4 separate regions of the Zea mays genome follow, and all the other regions are linked to region 3. A link is a contact called in public Hi-C data. All regions are on one chromosome and are shown on one strand. The core of a region is the stretch at or near the end of the contact, and the rest is flanking DNA. Distances in the headings are between cores, read along the strand shown. Region 1 has its middle 2.5 kb from the start of LOC103650072. Region 2 holds the start of LOC111591128. Region 3 has its middle 53 kb from the start of LOC109944812. Region 4 overlaps LOC103650063 (a long non-coding RNA gene).

Region 1 (4,365 bases), core at 391-2,890, 310 kb before region 3:
GAAAAGTAGCAAGCTTCAGATACAACAATCTGGTTTAACCGAGCCTGAAAGCGACGACGAGTAAATCAACGCCATTTTCATGAAGGTGAGACATTATGTACAAATCTTCTTTCTACACAGCTTCTAATCAATAGAAACTGCACATTATTCTTCACTCTCATTTATAACCTTTGCACAACAATGGATTACCTCGCAAACTCTTTAACAACAACTAATCTTTCCTTCTTTTTCCTGTATAGAAAACTGCCTTGCGTATCTGCGACGAACATTGTCACTTATGAAGCGTGGATGCTTTTATGTACATAACCAGGCTGATGAAACTACTTTAGCTTAATATCTGTTTATGTGATACTCATCTCTGCTTTACTACCTATGACGACCATGTCACTTTTGGAGCGCAAATGCTTTTGTGTGCATAAAACAAAGTTGATGAAACACATGTCACATAAGTATATGTGATTGTTGCAGGGGAGGGTTTGCGTGCGTCAAAACTTATTCAATGTCTTCTCATGTGCTAGTTCTGTCATTTCCCACAAGAAGCCTACCATGTTTTCCTAAAATCGACACGCTCGATTGTTGCACTAATAATGCAACACATGTGGATGTCGTATGCTTTATACTGCGTATTCATCATCGATCAAAGTAACGACCACTCCATGCAGCACAACATATACCAAAATAGTGAACCGTTTTGAGATTATCACATATCGTGTGCTTTATACTGCGGCTCGGCTTGGCTCGCTAGCGCAACGAGCTCAAAATAGTGGCTCGGCTCGGCTCAAAATAGTGGCTCGGTTTGGCTCGCTCGAGGCTCGCGAGCCGAGCCGAGCCGAGCCGCTCCGAGCTCGAGCCGGCTCGCGAGCCTCGAGCTTATTTTCCAGCCCTAACCAAAGCCATACCGTTTTGAGATTTTGTAATAATCCAGTTGTTAACAAATTTATTTTTTCTGAGATAGTATATGGTTGTGTTTTTGTTTCTCCCGTGCCCCGAGATGCCGAGACCTCCGCTCGTAACCATGTCTCTCCTGTGTCGCTGGAAGTCGTGGTTGGGGTGGGGGTGACCGTAGCAGTTCTCTTCCTTCGCACAAGGTTTCCGTCGGGCGCGAGCGACGGCAACGGGCGCGGGTCTTCCGTCGGCCCGCCCGAACCACCGTGGCCTTGAGCCTGCCGACCGGTCAGACAAGGGGAGGGGTTTTTAAAAAGGGCGACGCAGATTGCGTGCATGCAGCGCGTGCGTACAGTGAACGGATAAACAAAGCAGGTCGAGGTGGCGTCGAAGCCGCCTGATTTCGAACGTAAGTTTAAGTAGCGGGGTGGTGGTGGGGCCACCAGCGCTCAACTGGCCACGCATCGCTAATGCTTCCGGCATCTGGAGAGAGAGGGTGTTGAGACTTGGGGTGTTGCCACGCCCACGAGCGTACTTTTGCTCCTAATCCTAAACCAGGAGTCCTAATCCATTTGATGTGATTTGATTATATTATACAGTTGATTGATGAGGCCCACCGGCACTGCACGTCGAGGTGGGGGGCCTTTTGCTGCCCCGCGAGGCAAGGAAAGCTACGTGGAAACTAAAGCTGCACACGTCGGACCAATGCAGGCTGGCCCCGGCCCCGGCGTCGTCCTGGCCGCTGGCGACACTGCACAGCCGTGCACCGGCACTGTGGACGCAGGGTGGATGCGGTGAACCGTGCCCGCACTCCTCACACTGGCGTCGTATTTATTACGCCCTCCATCGGTCGGTCCTGTTATTATAAAAAAAAAAGAGACGAGAGATAATTTTTAAGGCAAATTTGTGACAAGGCAAAACGACCTAGGTATCCTGCTAACGAGCAGTGTCAAATAGTGCTGCGTACTGCAGATCGATACAGTACGTAGGTGCTGAACAGTGTTAGGAGATTTTTCCCTCTCTCTGTGATAAATTGTGGATCCTGCAAGATCTTACTTTTTTTCATGAATGGGATGGAAAGTGAGGATTTTTCAAACTTCAGCATTACATGTACAGTTGATTAGTTGAAAGGACGACCTGCAGGACATACATACATATGCCGTTTCAACTAGGTTTCGTAATTAAATGCCCTATATTCATTTTACCCGGTGGAGAAGGGCCGTGAATGATGCAGACAGCAACGCTATAGGTTAATTATTACGTTATAAGAGGATATTTCCTAAAAAAATTACTCCGTAGTCTCTGATTTAGCAAGTTACTAAATATATATTGGAAACAAAAAAATAATAATCTTAGCCTCCAACGGTTTCTGGTTTTTACGTTGTTAAATATATACCTTTATATAATTCACTAGTTTAAATTTTGAAAAAAACTCATCCAACTAAATCGCCCCCACACTTATATCCTTCGCTAAATCCATCAAACAACAAATTGAACAAGACTTAACATATCATCAAAATCAACGATTCAGATAACTCTGTCTCTCCTACTCACTCAAATCCAACAAATAATCTTATTTGGATCATCCCTCAACCCTCCCCTCCCTCCCAACCCCGCGCGACCCTGCCTCCCTCCTCTCTCCGATCCCCCGCATGGCCACATCCCCCTCATTCGCGTCGTCGCCATCGCCGACAACCCCTCCTCTCGTGCCACCGACACCACCGTTGACCCATCTCCTCTCTGGAATTGTAGCGTTAGCATGAACTATATGCTAATATTTTTAAATTATGGTAGCCTGTTTTTTCTAGTTATAACTTGTAGCTTTAAATTTTGTTTTATTTATACAATCATTCTGTATGAATCACGATTTTCTCAAAAAATTTTGGATTGGTCATCTTTAGACTTGTCAAACGAGGATGATAAAATTATCCTTTCCGCAACTCAAATCATTCAAAGTGCATCACTTTCATACATGCATGAACTCGATAGCAGATAACTGATTTCATAGTGTGATTGACACACAAAATGGACTATTAGGAGTGTGAAACAGCTCTCTCTAAGTCTAGGACTAAATAGGAATATTTAATAAGTCGATATATTTGAGGACCTCATTTAAGGAACCATTGGAGGATGTTTTTTTTTAAAATACACTAAATTAAGTTTAGGCGTCGTTTGGATCCTTGGAATTGAATTCCATTATAATAATAATATTTAGGCACATACTAATCAAACTAATATGATTTTATACAAAATATATTTATATACTATTATTAGTAAGATGTCGGAGATATTTATGTGCTATATTTTTACTATACAAGAGTGAGTTAAAGAGTGTCATATAAGTTGCATAGTAGAAACATATTCTACTGATACATAAAATCATTTTCCCATATTACACCCCATGAATCTGAGATAGACTAATATCTGAAATTTTAGAAAGCGGTGGAATGTTAAATTCTAAGCCAAATAGATTACTTTATTTAGTAAATTCCGAATCCTTAAAAATCCAAGATAGACTAATATCCGATCTGGAGTATCTGGGTTGCACATCCCGAGTAGGTAATTAATTGGTTTATTCAATTAGGGTCAGTTTCGCCGCACACAATTGGTAACATTTTGAGATGCACGTAATTTTGCTATAGCAGTACATGACGTTAGAACACGAGGAGCAAAACGCCACCCTCTTTTTTTCTAAAAAAAACCGTAGCGTGCCACCATACCAGTAGCTAGATTATTATTCAGTGGCTGCCGCTCGCCATGGAAGGCAAATCAGATCAATTGCTGGATCGGGACTCATTGGTAGTTTCGCATCGACCGGCTGGGTTTGGCTCTACCAGAAATTCAAAGAAATGGTCACAAAAACGCCTCATGGTTCGCGTGCTTTTTTTTTACCGCCATTTGTTGGTTTCTGTGTGGCGCGTCTTTGATATCTCAACGTGGACATCGCAGAGAGCAAGCGGCAAAAAGTTGAGTGGACCCATGCAATTAAGAGAACAGAACTTGTGGTTCTGCTGTGGGAGAGAACAACAAAAATCCTGTACGCGGTGTCGCGGTCTATTCCGGTTTAGAGGTAGCTAGCTAGCTAGGTAACAGAATATACGTACGAGTGCCATGAGTCACTCCATGCATGTGTATTTTTATTCTGCCGTGAATTGCAGTTGATCCCACCCAGAGATGTCAATGGGGACCCGATACCCGATAACCCATGGGGAATTACCCTATTAGGGTACGGGTATGAGACAAAAATTGTCCCCATGGGTATGGATATGGGACAAAATCCCCACCCATTGGGTAAACGGGTATGGGTTTGGGAAGCAATAATCCAAACCCGATTACCCATGGGTATTTCATACACGTACACCTGTCCTGTTTGTATGAATGAGTTGAGGCCGAGTCGACCATCAAACCCAGCAGACTCCATTTCTTATATTGGTCCCAAGTACTGATTTCTTTTCTGATGGATGGATGAATGGATAATGA
Region 2 (3,769 bases), core at 1,156-3,655, 350 kb before region 3:
ATTTAGCACAGAATCAGCACAGCCGAGAGGAGAGAAACTGATGAAATGAAACTGCTTGCTGCCGGTTCTTTAAATACCTCAGGAGCTATGTAGTTGGGGCTGCCACATGTTGTGTGCAGAAGTCCGTCACTCTGAAAGGTGTGAAGCGCATGTCGTTTGGTAAATTATGCATACATACAGAGGAATCATCGCATACAGAGCAACCAAACCATGCCATCGTACCCCGAGATGTTGAGGTAGAGCGCTGAGGCCGAAGTCAGAGATCTTGATGGTGCCCTTCCGATCAACAAGGACATTCTCTGGCTGTAACAGACAGAAGAATAAAAGAAGCAAACTGCTGTCACGGACAGAAGAATCAAGCAAAGCCCTAGTTGAGTTTGAGTTCCACGCTGACAAGTATATATGAATGCAAGAGAAGCAACTGAACTGACGGTGAAGGCTACCTTGAGGTCTCGGTGGTAGACACCTCTGTCATGGCAATAGCTGACGCCGTCGATTAGCTGCTGGAAGAGCCTCCTGCCCTCGTGTTCGGACAGTTTCCCCTTGATAGCCTTTTGTGTGTAAAACAGCGCGTTAGAAAACAGGAGCGTTAGAAAGATGAATTTTTACGTGCAAACAAACAGCGCGTTTTGACGACGTGTGGGCTTACGATCTTGTCGAAGAGCTCGCCGCCGTTGACAAACTCAAGCACCATGTAGATCTTCGTTTTACTGGCAGCAACCTGCAGAGAAAAAGGTTGGTCTCAATATCAGTCACCCACACCTCTTTTTTTTTTTTTTTTTTTGCTTCCAGTTGCAAACAAACACGATTCCTATTTACTGTTATTTTCAGCAACTAGGGCCTGAATGAGATACGGGTACAACAGTAATCTTTCCCTGCATCCTTTTTCTTTCCCCGGCCCTCGTCACAATTATTACCCTGCATGCTCAAGGCTTCTTTGGTGGTGGTGGTGGTACTAGGCGTACTCGATGCCAAAGGCTTCTTTAGGTAGGTGCACCAAATCATCAAAAAAAAAAAAAACCCAAACTGCTCGGCGGGTCTCGTCTCTGTGCTCCGGCCTCCGGAACGGCGATTGCTGCTGCTCAGCTTGGGAGCACAGAGACCACCGGTCACACCAAGGCGCACAGAGTTGGTGGCCGCGGCCAGCGGCCCGGGGGGGAGGATAGAGGAGCAGCCAAGGGGGCCCCGCGGAACACGTGTGCGGGGCCCGTGCGACAAGTGTTGCGTCGCGGGCAGGCCCACGCGGTGTGGGGTGACTTGGTGCACCCAGCTCACGACGATGCATGCATAATACTCCAGCAGTACCTGCCTGGCCAGATGTACCGGGACCGTGTGAGGCCGACGTGGCGGGGCCACCAGGAAGCCGGCCACATGGCTCGACGGGTAGCCCAAGAGGCATGCGTACCGCGCGCGGTGGGCCCGCCCCCTTCGTGTGCCGTGTTGCTCTACTGTGCCGAAACGGGAACCGTCCCGGCCGGTGGTCGGTTTCATTTGTACAAGTGGAGACGAGACGGTCACGGACCTGACGCTCCGGATGGGATCGCTTTCGTATCCGGCACACTGCGACTGTGTGAAACTGTGGCCTGAGATGTCTCGCTTGGAATGCATGTGGTTTTCGTCACAGAATCAAAGGACATGACTTTTTTTTCCTTGTTATTATTACTACAAGCAATTTCACAAAAAACCTGGCGAAAAATCGTATCGTTTTCTCGCGATTTTTTTTCCTGAGCGTAATTCCAGGAGCCCGTGAGCCTTCTTCCTTCCTTTTTTTTTCCCCCTTTGGCTTTGGAACCCCGAGAGGCGAAGAGCCCGTGAACTATAGACTCTCGAGTCTCGACAGGCCTCTCTCTCTACTTGCAGGTGCATGTGGCGTGGCGAGGCGAAACCGCTTTATGCCCAGGACAGGGGCTCATATTCCGGTAGCGGCCGGAGTAAAAACTCCGGCGGAGATGCCGTGCGGCGTGGATCGAAGGACCGGACGTCAGCCAAAGCTCCCGCCGGTGTTTTCCGCGTGAACAGCGTTGAGAAGCAAGCGACGAGAGCTAGCAGAGAGAAAAGAGATCCTTTGTTTTGTGTTTGTGTGTGTGTGTGACGAAAGAGTCTCATCCCGGCCGCGCAAGCAAAAACCGCTAATCCTTTGGTTCCAAGTAAAAGCCAGATGGTCCGTTACTTGCAGGACAGTACAACTGGACAGCTAGCCTAATAATCCCTTACGGAGCACAGCAAGTTCATTTTCTAGCGTCATGGAATGGAAGTATACGGGATCGGATCCTATCTTACCAGTCCAGCAGACAAGGGGAATTGGTCCAGCTGGAGCTGGAAGGAGCGAGGAGGAGAAGGATCCAATCCAAGAAGAAATGAAGGAACGATACGAAAGGGGAGGTTTGAAGCAAGTTCGGTGTGCCACGCACCTCGTGCAAGCGGACGACATTCGGGTGCTTGAGCAGCTTGAGCGTCCCGATCTCCCTCCTGATCTGCAAACAGCGCCAGCGCAAAGCGAAATGGACGAAGAAGCCGCCGTCAGCATGCTCGGCGGACCGGACCGGACTGGAATCTGAAACGGCTAGCGCGCGGCGGCGAAACACGTGTGTGGCATGCCCAACCTGGTCGTCGATGCGGAGGGAGAGGATCTTGCTGCGGTCGAGGATCTTGATGGCGAAGTGGCCGCCGCTGGCGATGTGGCGCGCGTACTTCACCTTGCCGAAGTTGCCCTCGCCGAGGGTCCGCCCGATCTCATACCTCCCCAGCAGCGACGCCCGCGTGCACTCCGCGTCCGCCCGCCGCTCGCCGTTCACCATTCACAAACGCGCGGCCGAGAGGGCTCGCTCGTGTGTGACCGGACACGGCCCCGCCTTGCTCCGTCGATCCCTCTTTCTCTCTGTCTGTCTGTCTTCGCAGCTCTGGAATGGATGAGGCAGCAAGGGAGGGAGGTGGAAGGAGAGGGTGGAAGGGGGCGGGGTACTTATAGCTCCTGCCTGCTCTTCTTCTAGCCTCATCACAGTCGTCTACTCGTCTACCCTTCTCCTCTTCCCTTGTCTCTTGTGTGGCAGGCAGCCCTGCCCTTTCGCTTGCTTGCTTGCTTGCGCTCCGTCGCCTCAGCCTCAGATTCCGTGAGATGTAACCCGGATGGGCAACTGGTAAACGCACACGCAAAAGCCTCTGCTCTGTCCACGATTATATTACTATTAAACAAAACAAATGGGACAAATCCACGCGGCCTTGCTGCTGCTACGTCCACCAGGCCTCCGCGTAGCAGCCAGGTCAATGAACGCTCCCCTCAGTTTGATCCTCTTAGCTAGCTCTATGTTCATTGCTGATAACGCGAATCAAATTCACCAGTTCCGCTAGGCAGTCAGAGAGAAATAGCGAGATTGCTTGGCCGAGTGGCTATAAACTCTTGACACAGATATACATACTAGTCGGTTGCCCGTACTGTCCGTAAACTATCCACCAAACAGATCTTAAATTTTTTTATTGATTGTCTTCACTCTTCGCATAATATTTTTTTTATTTGACTAACTGATATTGTTGTTTACTCCATGTCTCCATCTAATATGTCTCGGTACAACACGGCTAATGAAGAGAGCGATTAGAAAAGAGTTCACAACGACTGACTGAACGAACAGAAAATATAGAATGGCATAATTTCACCATATATAGACCAAATAAGATGAAATTTGTGAGCTCAAGTTTCTAAGTCACATGAACTCAAACTTATAAAAAAGATAGATTAAAATATTGAGTGGTTGCTAAAGTCGGGCATCAATAA
Region 3 (3,890 bases), core at 700-3,199:
CAGATCAGCAGAGTATGGCGGAGATGTTCCAGTACATGTAGAGCCTTGGCGCCGCACAGGGTTTTGATCCACCACCTCTATTGTTTCCTCCAGTTGACCCTGCTCAGTTCCATACTCATGTGAGTATCAAAATTCTAGTCCTGCATGATATATATTTAACTGGTATAACACATGCAATCTCTTCTCTGTGCAAGGACAATCTAGGGTGGCATCCAACAACCCTTTTGGATCGCCCAGCCCATCGCCGCACCAGTCCAGCCGGCCACTGCGCTAATCATCTTCTCTTAGCTTGTGTGATAAACTTGTGAACTTATGTTTGTGAAAAACTTATGTTTTAGAGTTGTGTGATACTTATGTTGATGAATCTTGGTATGAACATAGACATGTTTGTGAAAACCTTGTGAGATATGTTTTTTTGTGAAATATGTGGTCTCTATTATGTATGTGATATCTATGATGTATATGTGATATATATTTTGTTTGTTTGGATGGAATAGCAAAAACAAATAAAAAGAGGTGTATTGGTCGCTTTGCTGAGTGTAACACTCGACAAAGAGGTACTTTGCCGAGTGTCTGGGTCATAGCACTCGTCAAAGAAGGCATACCTGGGCACCGGTACAACATCTTTGCCGAGTGCGAAGACCACAACACTCAGCAAAGAAGCAACTTTTGCCGAGTTCCTTCTAATGCTCTCGGCAAAGGAACTGACAAAGGGGCCTGGTGGCGATCTCATTATCGAGTGCTAGTCCGGCGGACACTCGGCAAAGAGGAAAACTCTTTGCTGAGTGTTACCTAATACGCTCGGCAAAGGGATACTCTTTGCCGAGTGTCAGTATAGTGTACGCTCGGCAAAGGTTTTGTTGCCGTTATCGGTCGCCGTCACAGCGACTTTTCTTTGCCGAGTACAGAGTGACTTTGCCGAGTGTCCGATAAAAAGTACCCGGTAAAGAAGTCGTTGCCGATGTATAGTTCGCTGAGCTTCACACTCGGCAAAGTTTTCGCTGAGTGTTTTTTAGGCTTTAGACACTCGGCAAAGTTGTTTTCGGTAGTGTATCTATATATATCGATGCATATATATGCTTATAGACCTTACTGTTGTTACCGTATATTTATAGCTTTGCAAAGCCGTATCTATCAAGAGTAAACAATAGCATTATCTTCAATTTATTGCAGGTCGGCTGATATCCTAGTAAATATAAAATGATGTCTGATAAGACATTTTTTGAGCACGCTAGCTGTACTGACTTTCAATATCAACTCTTTATTACCGATATGGCTAGTCACACGGAAGAGGCTACTCACAATGCCTGTTGATAGACTAGTGGAGTGTAACAAAGATATGGATGGGAGACTTTACAAATAGGCTATGCATAGCCAACACATGCACGTGTCTTCGAAAGATTTCATTGGTTTTTTTGTTTGAGTGTCACGTCTATGTAATTTCTTTTCTGTGACTATTCGACAAAAGCTCTTTTGTTTTTTTAATCATGCTGACATAATTGATTATCTTAGAGCATCTCGAACAAACTACATAAATTTGAGTAAAAAAAAAGAAAGAAAAAAAAACTCGAACACACGAAATCTATTGGCGGCCTCCCAAACCCCCTTTCCCCCGCTATTTAATTTGAATAGTACTGGTGGTGGTCCACGTGTCCTTGTGAACAAACATTATATGCATTATGAAGGAAGGATTCACCTTGGTAAAACGTAGATTGTGATTCTTTTTCTCGGTTAATTATTTGTAGCAGAATTTGCTTTTCTGTGAACCATCTTGCTCCGTGTAGGAGGGAGGAAGTGGCGTGAATTATCTTTTTCGATGGAACTGTGGGTTACTACGTAAATTTTGGGCCGTAAAATGGGCCGGGAAAGAGACTGGCCGCAGAGCCGAGGCCGACAGACAGGGCCCAAGTGTATCTGTGTATGTGTCTCCAGCGGGCCGTATTCATTCTTGGGCAGATGCCGTGCTTTCCGTCCACTCCATCGAGCCTCGTCCCAACTATAGCGTCTACACGCTCCGACACCAGGAAGTCTCTCAGCGTCTGTCGGCCCAGCGTGCGCACGTCCGGCCCAGAATGGCTTTGTAACAAGTGAGCGCATGCGCGTGCGTTAAAAGGACAATTGCCGAGGCTGGCATGGCCTGGCATACTCCGGATCCTCTTCTCCAAATTCGATTCAGGGTATATTGACTTTATCTAAACATTTATTTGATTGTCTGTATATCTTGAACATGAGCTGCATGAGTGGATGCAAAATAAATTATTTTGAGGTCTTTTGGTTGTATCCACTCATACGCCAAAAATACTCGTTTTCGGTCAGTCTAGATCGGGCGAGCGTGGGTGCGCTCGTCCAGATAACCAATCAGCCCGAACACACAAACACCCCCCACCCATTTCTTCTCTATACAAAATAATCGATGCTGGATGGACTATACGGTCTGATTGGTTGATGTACTAGGCTAGCCTGAGCCGAGCCAGGATAAACAACACCGAGTTAAACTTATACAAGACACACTTGTTTGGTTGTTAATTTACATGAACTCATGCAGACTAATTATAGACTTTATTTGATTGCTTGTACTGAGTGTATTAGACAAGAGTCCATAAATAAATTTTCAAATATTATATAGTATAAATTTAAAAACATAAATATAAAATTAGTTTGGTGATTAAATCTCTTAATTAATAGTTATTAATGAAAAAACAAACCAAAATAGCATTTCATGTACCGGCGTGCCTGCATGCGGCTGGCATGTATGTGTTAAGTAACCCTAGTTAGGGTTATGTGGGCAAATAACTGTTTTGCCCTCTAGGGGTCTCACATCTTTATATAAGGAACCTGTACCCCCCTAATAATACAGAGAAGAGAAAGAGGACAGAGGCCCAACCCTATATCATGTGTCTCGTGTGTTACTCTGTCGTGCTTCTGAAAAGGGGGACGGGTTCTCTACAGCTTCTCGCGCCTCTACTGCTGACGGGAGGGAAGGGAGCGGATCTGGTGATCTGTGGTAACGTAGTTCTCAACACGTTATCAGCACGCTCTACCTCGACGTTGCTGCGGGATTGGATCTGTATCAACTCTCCGTCAATCCGGTAGGTCTCCGGCCTAGCCGAACTGTCGTACATAACAGGCTTCGATTCCTCTACACAATCGAATGGCATGTCCTTCTAATTACATTGGATCTGCTTGTTCGTTGGAGAAGAACCTGCAATTGCAGTGCTGGTATGCGATCCGTGATTAGAGCCGAGTGCATGCGGTAGTTGGGCGCAAGTGTTGTTGTTTTTCACGGATTAAAAAGTGAAATAAAAGTATGCATGCGATGGTTAGAGATTTTAATTAAGTGGCTTGGAACGAGTGGGCCTTAGCGGCTTAGCCGTATGCTCCCTTAGTTGTTGTGTGCATGACTACAGCCTGCATGCAATCTTATTATCTCGCCTGGTTAAATGCTATTACGTGTAGCTAAAAAGAAAAAAAAGAGCAGCAACTAATAAACGGTTAGCATCTCATGCAAATGGCTATTTAAGCATTTTTTCTACTTTAATTAATTATTTCTCGTAGTAAATAATTAGTAAAAAACACATACTTGAATATGGAAAAATGCCTTCACGGCACCTGATCCGCTTATGCTTACGCATTAATTATAATACTATTTTTCTGCTTTATTTCTCGTAGTAGATAATTAGCAGAAATTTTAAAAAAATGCATATGAAGGTTATGTTTTGTATTTTTGTATGGCTCTATATATTTATGATGTGTTGAGCTTTTGGACTCACGTTGAGCGATTAAATTGTATAGTGAGTACTCAGACATGTCGATCAGACTTTGTTGTTAATCGGTTGAGTTATGGCATTGGCGAGCATTGGTTGGGCCCTGGCAACACGACACGTTATTTG
Region 4 (4,333 bases), core at 1,009-3,508, 440 kb after region 3:
ACAAAAAAACTGGAAAAGAAGTAGAATCCTATGTCTATGTTTCTTCTAAGTTTTTCATATTATCCAATGTTGGAAAAGAAGCAGAATTCAAATTTGTATGCTCCTTCTAGCTTTCTCCTGTTGTCCAATATTGTCCAAAGAAAGTTTCACATGTCGTCCAATGTTGTCTCAGGTCCATGTGCCATCCATGTAAAGATTGTCCACAACAAATCATGTAAAATAAGAGATTTATACTATAGATTATACTGATTGCAGAGTAAAATTTGACATATAGAATGAAATGAGATAGTTGTTGAAGATAGCTAAGGCCTAATATGCAGTTCTTATTATGTACACTAGATCATGTAAAATAAGAGATTTATTATTTATACTATGGATTATACTGATTGCAGAGTAAAGTTTAAAATATAGAATAAAATAAGGTAGTTGTTGAAGGCAGTCTAAGGCCTAATGTGCAGTTCTTATTATGTACACTCTAAGGGCATGTTTGATTCCATAATGCTAAAGTTTAGCACTACATCTTTAGTAAACTTTAGCTCTTGTAAATCCAAACATGAGTGCTAAAATATACTAGAAGATATTAAAAGTAAAATGCTAAAGTTTAACATACATTAGCACTTTATCTCTTTAAGTGATGCTAAAGTTTAGCACAATGAAACTAAACATGCCCTAGTACTGTCTATCAAAAAATTAAACTACATTATTTATGTTAATTATGATCCTATCTTGGCTCTCTAAAAACTATAGGATTTTTATTAATTATGATCCTACTTAGGTTCAAGAAAGATAGTAATTACTAATTAGCTACTCATAATTATTTTCTTGAATCCAAATACATGTTGCTAATAGTTTAACTGATTGTTAGCAATATTTTTCTAGTAGCTAATAATAGTACTATTTTACTAGTCGAGTGAAATTTGTTAAGGACTAGTTTGGGAACCTCATTTATCCAAGTCCTCTTGAAAAATAGAAATTCCTTAAGAAAATGAAGTTCCTAAACTAGTCCTAATAGGGGTAATAGTAGTTACATAGTAGTTATGACATATTAGCTAGTAGTTAACTATTAGTAGTAGCCATGATCTAAGAGCCTGTTTAGGTGCTAAAACAAACATTAATAAAGTTCAATCACATTCCAAGCTAGTTAAAAGTGACTAAAATAATAAAAATATGTCATTTTAGTCACTTTGGCTGAACTTGTTTGGATCCAAAGAGCCTCCAAGTATCTTAACTTTAAGTAGATTTACTATAAACAAAAATATTATTATAATAATTATACTTAATATCATAAATGTTAGTAAATTTTTTATAATTTTACTCTAAATGAAGTCATTCTTAATAGGAGTTTCATAAGAGTTTTATTTTTATTAATAATACGTCACGTAAACAAATAAGATAACACAATATACAATTTAATAAAGAAAAATACGAGATTTAGTGTTTTTTGAGATGGTAGCTTTGGAAACAGTGTTTTCCTCTTCCCATTGAGAACGCCCTTTCGCACGGAACATGTCAGTACGACTTTGGACAAAATTCAAATTATCACCACTTCTAGAAAACGTGAATGCCATCTTTTTTTTTTGTTTTCTACATATATCACTTCTATAAAGGAGATTGCTGATAATTCGGTATGAATTATAAATTATAGAACTCCTAGGCCCTACAACATTTTTTTACTAGAGAAATTTTATTATCAAAAAATAAAAATAAACTGGATTATATGAAATTCTTGCATTTTTCTGACAAAAGATTCAGTGTAAATTCCCGTGGATCATAAAAATCTAGGAAGAAATTCTTACTTGTAAAATAAAGAGTCTAGGCAAAAATGAGAAGCCACTTCGATGAAAGAGACGTGAACTAAGCAAAAACAAAAACAAAAACTCTCTGTTCTCTAAACTGCAAATTCTAAGACGTTGAGTATATGTACAAATTCTTACATGTTTGGTTTGCTACCGACCAGACCTAGTCAAATATCAGAGATCCCACACGTTCGATTTTGATCGCCGCCGGGCTGAGTGCAGGCCTCGTATCAAAACTAAGGTCCTGTTTAACTAAGATGCTGTTTGAAAGTCTAGTGATATATTTGGAACCACCTCAATTTTCAAAAAACAGTTTCTTATAAACTGATCCAAACAGGCCCTAACCGGCTAAGCCTATATACAAAAATAAAACATCCTAAAGCAATGGTAAGTTCTTTGGTGAGCAATAAGTTCCGACTACTAAAGAATCTTGGTGGATTTGAACCACCATCCATCCGGGACAGCACGCCTAGGCTAGCAGTCAAACGGATGACCTCACCGTGTTGAGGAAAGATCCACACCTCAACGAGCAGACGCAGCTACATTTAAATAACCATAAAATACCTTTAAAAAGTACACATATATCAATTGAATATTCGTGTTCACAACCAAACCTTCTGTGAATAGACCCATTCAAAAGAACGGATATCGCTGAAAAATATTGAGCAAATTAAGAAAAATTTTAACTTGCGAGATTTAATCACTGAATTCCGGTGGATTGATGAAAACAAGACAAACAAAATGCAGTCAATTCCGGTGGATTTTAACTTGCTTTTAGAGCCTGTTTGGTTTGATGACTAACTTACTACACTTTGCTTAACTTTTCTGACTAAGATTAGTTTTTCAGTTCAAACGACTAACCTTAGGTAAAGTATGACCACGAACCAAACAGCCCCTTAATCACCCAATTTTAGGCCCTAGATTAAAAGCACGGCACCCTTGAGACTTAAACAAAATGCAGTCAATTAGAATGAAAAACAATTTAAATATTCCCAATTACGTTTAATATAATGGTATAAAGTCACGGCTTATAATTCTGTACCATGTTCTTTGTTAAATTATATAATCCCGCTGGGCACAATTCCGAGTATATGAACGAAACCAATTTTAAATATATTCTAGTTAATATTCTGATGTATATATGTGATAAACTCACATGCTTATGAATTTCTATGACGCAAAAAAAATTAATCCCAAAACTATTATATATGAACTTGACAGGCAATAAGACCATCAGCTTACCTATATTCAAACTGCACACTATAAATAATACGATCTACAATATAAAAAAGTACAGTAGTTCACCCATATATGATCACTACAAATACAATGTAAAAAGGTACAATGTACACCCATATATGGTCACTACAAACACCTTTTGGACTATTTTTGTAGTGTAGATTATATTATTCATAGGTCACTATGAACACCTTTTGCACTATTTTGTAGTGTAGATTATAGTTTAAATATGGGAAAGAGTAAGCTACTGATGGTCTAATTCTCAACCCACCGGTATCAGCTTACCCATCGCCTTTACTGCAATCAATTCCCACACCACCATGGATTTGAAACCCTTTTGGAAACTTCATTTTCCCAAAAAAAAAAATGAACTAATTTTCCTTAGGAAACCTTGGAAGAATAAGTTCCCAAACTAGCCCTAATCAAATTGAAAATAGAAAATGGAACTTCGCAAAAAAAAAGCAACATGAAATTGATCTCCAGGGGAACTCATGCTCTCGTGCCCCTAGCTAAATGGATGAATTGAACTGCCAATAAATAAATTGTCGAACTGTATGTACAGTACCGTCAAAAAGCAGTAAGTATAAGTAAACCTGGGCGGTACGTTCTCAAACAGTCAACAGGGCAAAGTAACCAATCAGGCCGTCCAACGGGAGCAAAATCAGTTCCATCAGCATCACCATTATAACCAATGAGTTCCACACATCTCCACACAGCCACGATCCAAGCACACCATAACGGATCAGTTCCCCATCAGCGTAGCCACGATTGAAGCGCGCCATAATTTCGGTTGATGAATAGTGGAATCCATCATACTGCAGTTTTACACACGTCCGCCAATTGCTATGGTTCAAACATGCTAACAGACTTACAAGAAACAAGTATCCCTATTGACAAAACATGATAAATACAAATGAAAAATGCTTAGACGCAGATACATATGGATATCTCCAACATTAGTCCCAAAGCAATTAGTCCAGACTGAATTGTAGAAAATGTAAACAATTATCTAACATTAAGTCTGAAAGCAATTAAACGAGACTGAATATTACAAAAATATAATATAGAATATAGAATGAAATAAAAAAGCAGTGACCTTTTCAAAATAGGAGATTCACGGGTAGCTGCGACCTAAATATAATATAGAATATAGAATATAGAACAGCGTGTAAATTTGTGTAGCTGCGACCTAAATTTTTGCACGCTTCAGACTCATGGAGCGATTAGTAACTCTCAGTTCATTGGAGTTCTCAATTATTATTACAAGACTGAAAATCGAGCTGGGTGAAGCGGACGTC

The links. Hi-C and Micro-C count contacts between places; a contact is called where the count stands out from the background.
Region 1: a contact with region 3 is called in a Hi-C map of tassel, with 2.4 times the contacts expected there. The contact joins two enhancer-like sites. A contact is called at or near these places in 2 of 25 Hi-C or Micro-C datasets (leaf and tassel).
Region 2: a contact with region 3 is called in a Hi-C map of leaf mesophyll, with 3 times the contacts expected there. The contact joins the promoter of LOC111591128 here to the enhancer-like site in region 3. A contact is called at or near these places in 6 of 25 Hi-C or Micro-C datasets (bundle sheath, endosperm, leaf and 1 more) and 1 of 3 datasets of contacts at active chromatin or transcription factors (leaf).
Region 4: a contact with region 3 is called in a Hi-C map of ear, with 4 times the contacts expected there. The contact joins two enhancer-like sites. A contact is called at or near these places in 2 of 25 Hi-C or Micro-C datasets (bundle sheath and ear).

What each region holds. Positions count from the first base shown.
Region 1 is chr3:51,043,401-51,047,765 of Zm-B73-REFERENCE-NAM-5.0, reverse strand. No RefSeq gene overlaps it. Among protein-coding and RNA genes, the nearest start is that of LOC103650072, 2.5 kb to the right of the region's middle. Within about 2 kb of position 1,640, at least 17 of the 20 cell types and tissues checked have an H3K27ac peak or open chromatin away from gene starts, as enhancers often do. A contact at or near this core is called in leaf and tassel, where this site is marked.
Region 2 is chr3:51,082,228-51,085,996 of Zm-B73-REFERENCE-NAM-5.0, reverse strand. It overlaps LOC111591128, which reads right to left and starts at 2,405. Exons shown (of 1, transcript XM_023301969.1): 1 at 766-2,405. The coding sequence starts at 1,608. The coding sequence ends at 835. LOC100037796 (protein kinase-like) reads right to left here and starts at 3,315. Exons shown (of 13, transcript NM_001112497.2): 1 at 2,604-3,315; 2 at 2,412-2,474; 3 at 650-721; 4 at 444-551; 5 at 223-303; 6 at 78-131. The coding sequence starts at 2,798.
Region 3 is chr3:50,731,815-50,735,704 of Zm-B73-REFERENCE-NAM-5.0, reverse strand. No RefSeq gene overlaps it. Among protein-coding and RNA genes, the nearest start is that of LOC109944812, 53 kb to the left of the region's middle. Within about 2 kb of position 1,949, at least 17 of the 20 cell types and tissues checked have an H3K27ac peak or open chromatin away from gene starts, as enhancers often do. A contact at or near this core is called in bundle sheath, ear, endosperm and 3 more, where this site is marked.
Region 4 is chr3:50,286,951-50,291,283 of Zm-B73-REFERENCE-NAM-5.0, reverse strand. It overlaps LOC103650063 (a long non-coding RNA gene), which reads right to left. Exons shown (of 2, transcript XR_563876.3): 2 at 3,051-3,850. Among protein-coding and RNA genes, the nearest start is that of LOC103650063, 3.3 kb to the right of the region's middle. Within about 2 kb of position 2,258, at least 10 of the 20 cell types and tissues checked have an H3K27ac peak or open chromatin away from gene starts, as enhancers often do. A contact at or near this core is called in bundle sheath and ear, where this site is marked.